Regions from separate parts of the Hordeum vulgare genome. Here region 2 is linked to region 1. A link is a contact called in public Hi-C data. All regions are on one chromosome and are shown on one strand. The core of a region is the stretch at or near the end of the contact, and the rest is flanking DNA. Distances in the headings are between cores, read along the strand shown. Region 1 holds the start of LOC123427475 (thioredoxin-like 2, chloroplastic). Region 2 holds the start of LOC123427490 (probable serine/threonine-protein kinase PBL7).

Evidence for each region. A called contact is a pair of places that touch in the nucleus more often than the background predicts.
Region 2: a contact with region 1 is called in a Hi-C map of leaf, with 4 times the contacts expected there. The contact joins the promoter of LOC123427490 here to the promoter of LOC123427475 in region 1. A contact is called at or near these places in 2 of 6 Hi-C or Micro-C datasets (leaf and seedling).

The regions. Positions count from the first base shown.
Region 1 is chr1H:149,061,254-149,066,167 of MorexV3_pseudomolecules_assembly, reverse strand. It overlaps LOC123427475 (thioredoxin-like 2, chloroplastic), which reads left to right and starts at 1,647. Exons shown (of 4, transcript XM_045111532.1): 1 at 1,647-2,072; 2 at 2,649-2,837. The coding sequence starts at 1,908.
Region 2 is chr1H:149,740,188-149,745,269 of MorexV3_pseudomolecules_assembly, reverse strand. LOC123427490 (probable serine/threonine-protein kinase PBL7) reads right to left here and starts at 1,605. Exons shown (of 5, transcript XM_045111565.1): 1 at 990-1,605; 2 at 300-435. The coding sequence starts at 1,466.

The DNA of each region.
Region 1 (4,914 bases), core at 398-2,897:
AAACTTATGATTGAAAGTCACTATTGGATGGATCTCTTTGACAAGATCAAGGTGGATACGAAGATGGTCCAAAACGGAGATCAGATGCAAAATTTAAGATATTTTTCAGAAATGCTCGTGTTAACGCCACATTATCAAATGGCATGAAACATAATTAAGACGGCCTCGGGTGGAAAAGTGTTCTAAATAGAAGTTGTTCATCTCGTCAAAATGAACGGTTTTTTATACAAATCGTCTTAATCCAAAGTCGTGTGCAAAAGTTAGAGCCCAAACTATGCACTGCTGCAGTACATTGCCGGATCGTCCGGGCGGGGAGCCGGATCGTCCGACTGACGACCGGATGAACGTCCGGGATATCATACTGGAAGACAATATAATGTTGAGGACAAAGCCGAATGATCTGGGATGAGACCCATATGATCCGAGCAATTATGTGTTCGGACATCGGGACCATTTTCTTGATGCAGACCTTAGAAAAACATCCGAGACCCCTTTCAAGATGACCTCAAATAAAAAAAAAGTTCAACACAAAAGTTCTTTTCATCAAAATGGTTAAATTTTGGATCTTCATCCAAGTTGGTATTTCGCCTCTAGAAGCCAAAAACTGTACTGTTCTCTCATATCACTGTGCGTTCGGTTTATATGGTCCAGTTTATACGTTTTTTCGTTTGTATGGTATCAAATTAATATATGGTTCAATTTCAGTATATACCCAATTACTTTGGTATGGTTCTGGTATATACCATAAAAGCCAGAGTTGACGCAAATTTGAAAATGGCATATAATAATTTACAAATTTATAACTCAAAACATATACCTTTTTACACAAAGAGCACATAACTATATGCAAGTGTATATGCATGCATGGATTCGATGGTTATGGACATACTTAGTATTCTTTTAAAGATAAATGTGACTAGGTTACAAGAAAAATGGATGTGCTTAATATGAAATCCGGCTCTTGTACAAAAAATGACTAGTTATATGGTTGTTCGCCTTAAGATACATAAATATATTTTTATTTCAATTTATTCAGTTAACTATTCGGTTTTTCGGTGTATATCATAAAAACCAAAGTTTAAAACGGTATAAAAAGTTCATACCACATCGAAACCATAACCATAAATTTATAAAATTGGGTTTCTTTGATTTATTTCGGTATGTTTTTAGGTGCGATTTTAAAATGCACAAAGTGAGTCTCAGATATATCTAAATCTAAGTTCGGTTCATTTTGGAAGGATTTGGACGAGATTTGGAGTCCCTTTCTTGTATGGAGTTGTATGGTTTTTCTTGTATGGTTTTTCGGTGTATATCTCCTTTGACTTGAGTTGCAGTTTATCACCCCAACGTCGAGGTACACGGTGATTTGTTTGTGTGCGAACAGAAGTTAGTGCTAGAGGGGGTTTCTTTAAAGTGGATTATGTTCAGGGCGTAAGTGCAAAATGTAACATCAAAGTGTGTGGAATTCCACGTCAATCTGTACGCACCACACGTTTTACATCTAACGGTTCAGGATGCTCAGCTGGAACCCAGATCTTCGTCGAGCAAGGCCGTTTTCAAATTCTAAATTTCGAATGGGACAAGCTACTGTCTGTCACCCGGGCCCCACTCATTAGTGGCAGTGTGGCATTCAGCTCCCCATCCACGCGAAAGAGCCAGCCGCTACCATCTCCACCACACGGCCACAATCTCTGACCCGCCCTCCTCCCTCCACCGCAGCCAAGGAAGGAGGCGGTGGCCGGTGGACACGGCAGGAGCCGACTAGTGCCTGTGCCGCATACAGTCAACTTGCAGTGACGCCTCCTCGGATGCTCCCGGCTCCGACACCAAATAGTTCGGTGGTTGCGGCGCCGGTCTAAGCGGGCTCGCCGGAGTCGTTGGCCCCGTCCCGCAGCGACGCAGAGCACATGGCCGAGGCCCTCCTCCACCACCTCCCCCGCCGCTTCGGCGCTTCCACCTCCGCCTCGTCGTCGCCGTCCTCCCACGGGGTCCTCTCACCCGCCCCGCGCGCCGACCCGCGGGTCACGCGCTTGGCGGCTGCCGCCCCGCCTGGGCGGCCACGCCGGCTCATGGTACGCGCGCGCTCTTTTTCTCCTGTTGTTTCCTCAGAGAGGATTTATGCGTCCTTGGGTTTTCGCGCTGTTGTGATGGGGCAAGTTTGAGTCTCATGTAGGGTTTGGAGGTTTGGGAACGTGGGGTTGCAGAAGTCTTCTGATCGTTTAATTGTGGTTTCGTTCTGGATACAGTAGATAGAGTATCCTGATTAGTTTGCTGATTCACGCGGAGGATTTTGTTATTATTTAAGCAAAACAGATGCACCTACATGCCATAGATTAATTTGTGATGTTGGAATGAGTTTAACCGGTGGCATTTACGCCACTATTTTCTTGATTGGGCCATATGAATCACATTTAGAATCAACATCACCTTACCTCTCCCCTAGAATTGTATGTGCCCATATTGGATGTTGTGAATGTACTTCAAACTATGTTACTTCATCCTTGGTTGAAGTTATTTATGATGTGCTGAAACTAGAAAGGCTTCTTGTATTGACATGCTTGGGGCATGGATAGGGTTACTGCTTAATTTATGCAGCTGAGTGCTTGGAGTGTTTGATCTCTTTGGACTTTCCATTGTTCTCGTGCCAGGCCCATGCCGCAGTACGTTCAGAGACTGGTGAACAGCCAAAATGGTGGGAAAAGAATGCTGGTGCAAATATGTTTGACATACACTCCACACAGGAGTTTTTGGATGCACTAAGGGATGCAGGCGACAGGCTTGTTATTGTAGAGTTTTATGGAACTTGGTGTGGTTCTTGCCGGGCACTCTTCCCAAGGGTAATTACCATTAATTTGTACTGATATGTATGCACCTATGTGCCATTTGATTTTCTCATGGCTTGATTGCCTGTTATTGCAAATTTTGTTTCTCACATGTGTAGTTATGACGTTAACGTTACATAGTTTTCTGGATCATTTAGAAGGTATGTTGCTTGTGTAGTACTGTAGTCTGTTTGTTTCTTGATCTTGTTCCCAAGTTACCAATGACCCTGTACAGAAACAGGGAAACATGTTCCTTTCCATTTTATAATTGGTAGATTGGTATTGACAATCTTTACAAGACTAGGATGCTAGATCTAAAGCAGTATTCTCTCGTTTCAGAATGTAAGGATTATAGTTTTTGAAATCTTGTTCCAAAATATAAGGCTTGCATGTAGAATGAATAACTTTTTCTCTTTCGTCGTCATTTTTCTCCCCTCTCTCCTTAAATTTTTATGCATAGACACACACATACGACATATTATCTCTCTTATTCAGAAGACATTAGCACCATGGATACCATGATCATAACTCATGTATTCTCTTTGTTACATAACCCTAGTACCTATGCATGACCAAACCTAGTCTCACAAAGAGATATCTACTATATCACTACGCTCCCTAAGGGGTGCCTCTCATTCAGTTGAGGACAATGGTTTTGATTGGATTCCCAATTTTAACTTGGTCAATAAATTTTCAAGGAGCTCTCTCGTCCAAGTGAGATGTTCGATTTTTAATTTGGTTCATGATTTTGACTGGTCAATGATTTTTGACTTGGTCAATAATTTTTCAAGGAGCTCTCTCATCCAAGTGAGGCGTTCAATTTTAAATTTGGTTCATGATTTTGACTGTTCAATGATTTCTCCAATCAATCAGCAACAACCAGCTTATAAAAATATATTTGTCTCGCACAGGCTCTCATCACTTGATAAAAAATAAATGCCAACATGCAATGCTGTAGCACCAATATGATTTTGGATTGAGTTCCCAATTTTTTATTTGGTCCAAAAATTCTCAAGGAGCTCTCTCATTCTAGTAGTGTTAATTTTGAATTTGGTTCACGGTTTTGACTGGTAAATTATTTCTCAAATCAATTCGTACCAACCAGCTTATAAAATTATATCAGTCTCGCACCCTCTCATCACCTGGCAAATAATAAATGCCAACATGTGGCACTGTAGCACCAATATAGTACATGTGGTCACCACTTGGGTTAATTCACAAATAACACAAAATTACATCCCAGAAAGACACCATCAAAATACTGCATTAAAGAAAACTGCATTAAAGAGACCATCAAAATACTGCATTAAAGAAAACTGCATCAAAATACTTCAGACACCAATCGCGCCGCGAAGCGCACCCAATCCTTCTAATTAAGGGACTGTGGGCATGATGTATCACAGTCTCATGTTCAGACTAAGATGAGGATGAGATTCTCTAAATGATGTTACTGTTCCTGTTGAACTAATTGGGGATAGGAAAAGGTGATTCATCATTCTTTAGCAATCCACATCGTGATGAAATCTTAATAGGTTTCGGTAAGTCGTCAGATGTTACCGTTCTCTAAAATAGAAGAGAATTATTGATTGATCGCTGAATAGCTGAATAGTATGATGCCTTGAAGATGCTTTAGAGGTTATGGACATATAGTGTTCAATTAAGGCGGCCCTGTTTGATAGCTCAGTATTTTCTAGTACTATGTATCTTGAGAATACTACAGTTTTTCTAATGACTACAGTTTTAATTACAGTGGGCTGTTTGGCTATAACTGAAAACTGTATTATTAATACTACAGTTTTTGCAAAACCACAGTATTTCCTCTGTCTAAAAAAAAGAGCCCCTGACCTCTTTTTTAAAAACTGAGCATGTGAAAAAACAACCCACTCACTATATTCTTCCTCACTCTTAAGCTGTCGCCGCTCTCTCGTCCCTGGAGTTCGTCTCGGTCAGCCGGGAGCTAATCATATGTTCGAATAAATGCCTCGGATAATCCACCGCCTACCGGATCTGATGCAAGGCGTTGAGTTTGGCCACGTAGTTCTTGACGCGCACCTTATGGTGCCCCTTGACGTTGACGGCAAAGAAGGTCAAG
Region 2 (5,082 bases), core at 356-2,855, 680 kb before region 1:
TAAATATATTTTTCTCTAAATAGCACCCAGGTTGTGGGTGCCGGGCTCGCCCACGGGCACCCAGGTTGTAACAGCTAAACTCTCTTTTCTCTCTTAATGAATTGACACACAATTCTCATGTGTGCTCTGGGAAAAAAAATGCAAACTAACACTAGGGATATAGATCCCGCCCAAATAAGATACATGTTCTGATGTTTCAATGTTGTGGGACTTAAGTAACAAAGTCAAACACCTTTCATGATCTGTGCACATCAAATGGACAAGCACATATATATTTGATGTAATAAAGATGGTCATACCTCCATTTGGGTAAAGATGCTCCTGGAGACACCCATTGGCCATGAACTCATACACCAGTAGGCGGTGTCCACCCTCTGAGCAATGGCCAATCAAGCCCAACAAATAAGATGATCGAAGCCGACTCAACAGCTCAACCTACATAAAGATCACATCCGAATAAACATCAACAAATTTCTAAATTTACCAGCCACACACCTAATTAGTTGATAAGGATTTAGTAAGCCAAATAGCACCAACCCCTAGCTAAAATTCAGAATATTACAACCTGCCATATAGTCAAGACTACAAACATTCAAGCCTTCGTGACTAAGCTCCTCATATATTTGGTTTGATTCAATAAACAAAATCTGGTTTGAAGCCAAGACAACTAAGAAACCAACAAATAGCTGAAAGCCTGAAAGCATCCAGAAAAATGACACCCAAAATCTCCTAACAATCTAGCTGAACTAAAAAACATCTGTCCTTCACCACCATATGATTCACAATTTTTCTTTTCACAAAGGGCAAGCCAAAACAAACCCCACAGCGACCCCATTTCCGCTCAGCAAACACCGTGATTTCTCCATTCAAACGGGACAAACTTGGCCGTGGTAGAATGGCCACTTGAAGAACCAGCATTTACCATTAGCATTATGTACTCGAAATGCACAATTCGTACCACTACAACGTCACGGCCCAGACCAGCTCACCTCCATCTCAAACTCCTCCTCGCCCTGCTTCCCGGGGCGGTCCATGAGCTTGACCGCGACCTTCCTCCCATCGGGGAGCAGCCCGCGGTAGACGGCCCCGAAGCTCCCCTGCCCCACCATATGCGCCCGGCCGAAGCCGCCCGTCGCCGCGTGCAGTTGCCTGTAGCCAAACACCTGCACGCCCCTGTCGATGCCGACCACCAGCGCCCCAGCCGCGGCCCCGTCGCTGGCGGAGTTGCTGGACGGGCTCTCCTTCCCCTGCGGCGGGATCACGGCAGCCGGCAGGGGCAGTGGGGGAGGCGAGGAGGAGCGCTTGGGGAGTGGGTGCGAGTTGAGGCGGCGGGAGACCTTGCGGGTGATGTAGCAGTAGTAGGCAAAGGCGGCGATGAGAGAGAGGAGCGAGAGCGCAGCGAGGGAGACGATGACAATGAGCGCCACCGACTCCTCGCGCTTGTAATCGTCGCCGCCGCTCGACATTAGCGCGGGGGCTCGCCAGAAGGAACCCTAGGTCTGAGGGTTTGGGGAGAAGGGGAGTGTGATTTGGGGAGGCCGGCGAGGGTTTTGGGGGGGGGGGGGGGGGGGTGGGAGTGGCGGAGCGGAATGGAGACAGTGGAGTGGAGCTGCGTGGTGGCGGAAGCTCTCCTTTTCTTTATGCGCGGACACCGAGGTTTCACACGGTGGGAAGTGGTGGGACCACATAGTCAGTGAGGGAGAGCTCCTAAGAGGGAAAATGGAGGAGTGTCAAAAAATAATAAAATCATAGGAAGTGACATGCCATGCATCTTAATTTCTATAATATATTTTTTGACCCTGATAAATGCACACGTGTGGGCTAAAGGTGTGGGCTAAAGAGGAACGGTCGAACGTTTCTGCATCAACAGATTGCCACGTCACCGCATACATGTATGTGAGAATTTTTTGGGGTTTTCTAGTTTTTTAAAATGGTTTATCTCTTAAATGAAAAATCTGATTGAAAATTCGTTTTTATTAAATCCGTCACGACAAGATCTTCGAAACTAGATCTCATATCAATATGTTTTGATGATTTTTTTGAATAAAAGTTGTAGTATGTATTGTACATAAATTGCATGATGTTTACACTAAAGTTGCCATGATATGTTTCAACTACTTTTCTTCTACATTCAAAGTAAAAAAAGTTGACATATCATAGAAAAGGGAATTAAGAAACAAAACTTGTCATGATGAATTACTAAAATTTGTCATGATCCATGAAATAATTTTGACATGGTTCATAATTCAAAAGAAATTTGTCATCAATTATTTTAAAAATGCATGGTCAATGATTCAAATTTATCATGAACCATAAAATAAAATTGTCATGGTGAATTTCTTAAATTTGTCATGATATATGCATTAAAAAATTCATGGTCCATGCAAAAAATAATTTTCATGACTAAAATACTATAATTGACATAGTCAAAATACTAAAATTGCCATGATCTATAAACTAAATTTGCCATGATGAATTACTAAAAATTGTCATGATTCATGAATTAAATTTGTCGTGGTTAATTAATAAAAAAATTCATGGTCAATTAATAAAAATGGTCGTAAAAAGTAGTTGAAATACAATGGTAGCTTAAAATCTAGAAGAAGAAACTAGATGAAACATGTCATGGCAACTTTAGTGTAAACGCTATGGCAAATTCAGTGTAAACATCATGGCAACTTTTTGCCCAAAAATATCGTTGAAACATATCAATATGAGAACTAGTTTTGAAGATCTCGTCGAGATGGATTTAATGATGAAAATTGATTCAAATTGGATTTATCATTTAAGAGCTAAAACATTTTTAAGTCCGAGAAACTAAAAAGATTCCGTTGATGTTATCTATTTGATGTGGCAAGATGGATGTTTATAAAGGCGTGTGGACCATCTTGCTTCATGCCACACGTATGGCACTTATTAGTTGGTTTTTTTCCTTTAAAATGTGAATGGTTGGTTCTTATCCTACATAAAAATAGGAATCCATTTATACAAACCAAAAGGCTCCAAACAAAATTATACTTTGAAAATCTTGTCATCTATAATTCCTACAAAATCGTACAAACCAAAGGAGGCCTTAAGAGGAATGTCTTCTTTTCTTCAAACAGTAACGAAGGACAAGGCTTGTCCTCTAAAGGTTTCTTTGATTCAAAGGATTCTCAAAGGAACTTTAAAGGATTATGATCCTTAGGATGTTTTCCTATGTGGGTTGTTTGATTCATAGGATTGTAAATCATAGGAATTTTTTCATAGGATTCATCTGCGCTCGATTTCATAGGAATTTTTTCATCCACTCAAACATCTCTGAAAGGATCCTAGTTTTTCCTACACACAATCAAACACTCATACAATCATGTAGGATTCAAGATGACATGCCACTCCTGAAAGTGCATGCTATGCCCCTAATCGTCTTTTGGTGTTAATGACAACACATACATAGGAAACTAATCATATTTGTTGAGTGTATCTCAGGATGGCAAGTACTTTAAGTAGATTGATATTTATGTGCCGAAGGTTGTCTAAAAAGATTGGTGATTTATATTTCGAGAAGGCTCGGGACTAAGAAGAGATGATGTAGAGTAGTCTTTTGAGTTTACTCATATTGAGTATAGGGGTCCCGCACTATTAAGAGGGGATCACAGGTTTTGCGATAAACTTGCTCATACCACATCTCTACTATCATACCAAACACCACATACTATCCACTCTGTCTTTAATTCAATACATGTCCAATTGCCTCGGACATCTGGCTCCCTGTGGATGTCCGAGGGCCGGACGTCCGGCTGGCTTCGGAAATCCGCAGCCCGTCACCAGGAGTTTGTGAGGCATATAACTCGGAAATCCGGCTCCCTCCGGACGTCCGAGGGCCAGACGTCCGGCCAAGCTCCGGAAATCCGGAAGTCTACACCAGTAGAATTTGTGCTCTATATCTCGGAAATCCGGCTCCCTCCGAACGTCCGAGCGCCGGACGTCCGACCCCCATCGGAAATCCGGAAGCCACCACCAGTAGAAATTGTGCTGTATAACACGGATTTCCGGTCCACTCCGGACGTCCGGACGCTGATGAATTCAAATGAGTTTAGGCGCATCTACAGGCCTCGGACGACCGACCACTGTCGGACGTCCGGTCGCTGATAAATTCAGAAGAGTTCTAGTCGTGCCTACAGGCCTCGGACGACCGACTCCTGTCCCTGTGTGACTCCCGAACTTCCGGCAAGTGTCGGACGTCCGGACCCTGTGTGACTTATTGCACCTCCAACGGCTGGATTTCACTCCACACTATAAATACTCTTCTCCCACCTCGTGAAAGGGTGTTCAACACAGCTAGAATACACCCAAGAACACCTTTCCTCTCACTCACTCTTTTCTACACCAAATCCTAGATCCCAAGAGCATTTGTGAGTCCTTTTGAGTGTTGTTCCAATCAAAAGATAGATCGTCTCCCTCTCCTCCTTCCCACCAAAGTGATTTGTGATTTGAGCAAGTTTTGAGCAATCCCCGTGATCTTGTTACTCTTGGAGGTTGGAGACTCCTAGGCGGTAGGAGTCTTCGGAGAGGAATCAAACCATTGTGATATCCCCGGAAAGTTTGTGAAGGTTTGGAAGCCACCTCAAGGCTTACCACTAGTGGTTGAGAAACGCCTTCGTGGAGTTATCTCAAAGGGAGAATAGGGTGAGCCTTCGTGGCGTTGGTGTGTCTTCGTGGTAACATCCGCCCCTCTAACGGTGACGTAGCTTCCCTCCAAGGAAGTGAACATCGGGATACATCCTTGTCTCTCTCGGAGTTTCGGTTATTCCTAACCCTAACTCTCTACTTGTGTTAATCCTTATTACATACTTGTATTTGATTATTCTTTACCGCTTGCCTTGTTTCACTCCTAATAGCTTACTCTTTGTCATAGCAATTATTAGGCTTACACTCATATTCCGCACTTTAGCCTAAAATTGCTAAGTAATTATTAAAATTTGGATTTGTACCTATTCACCCCCCCCTCTAGGTCCATCTCGATCCTTTTCAATTGGTATCAGAGCCTCGTGCTCTATTTGTGTGGCTTAACCGCCCTAGAGCGAGATGGACGTGGATCCA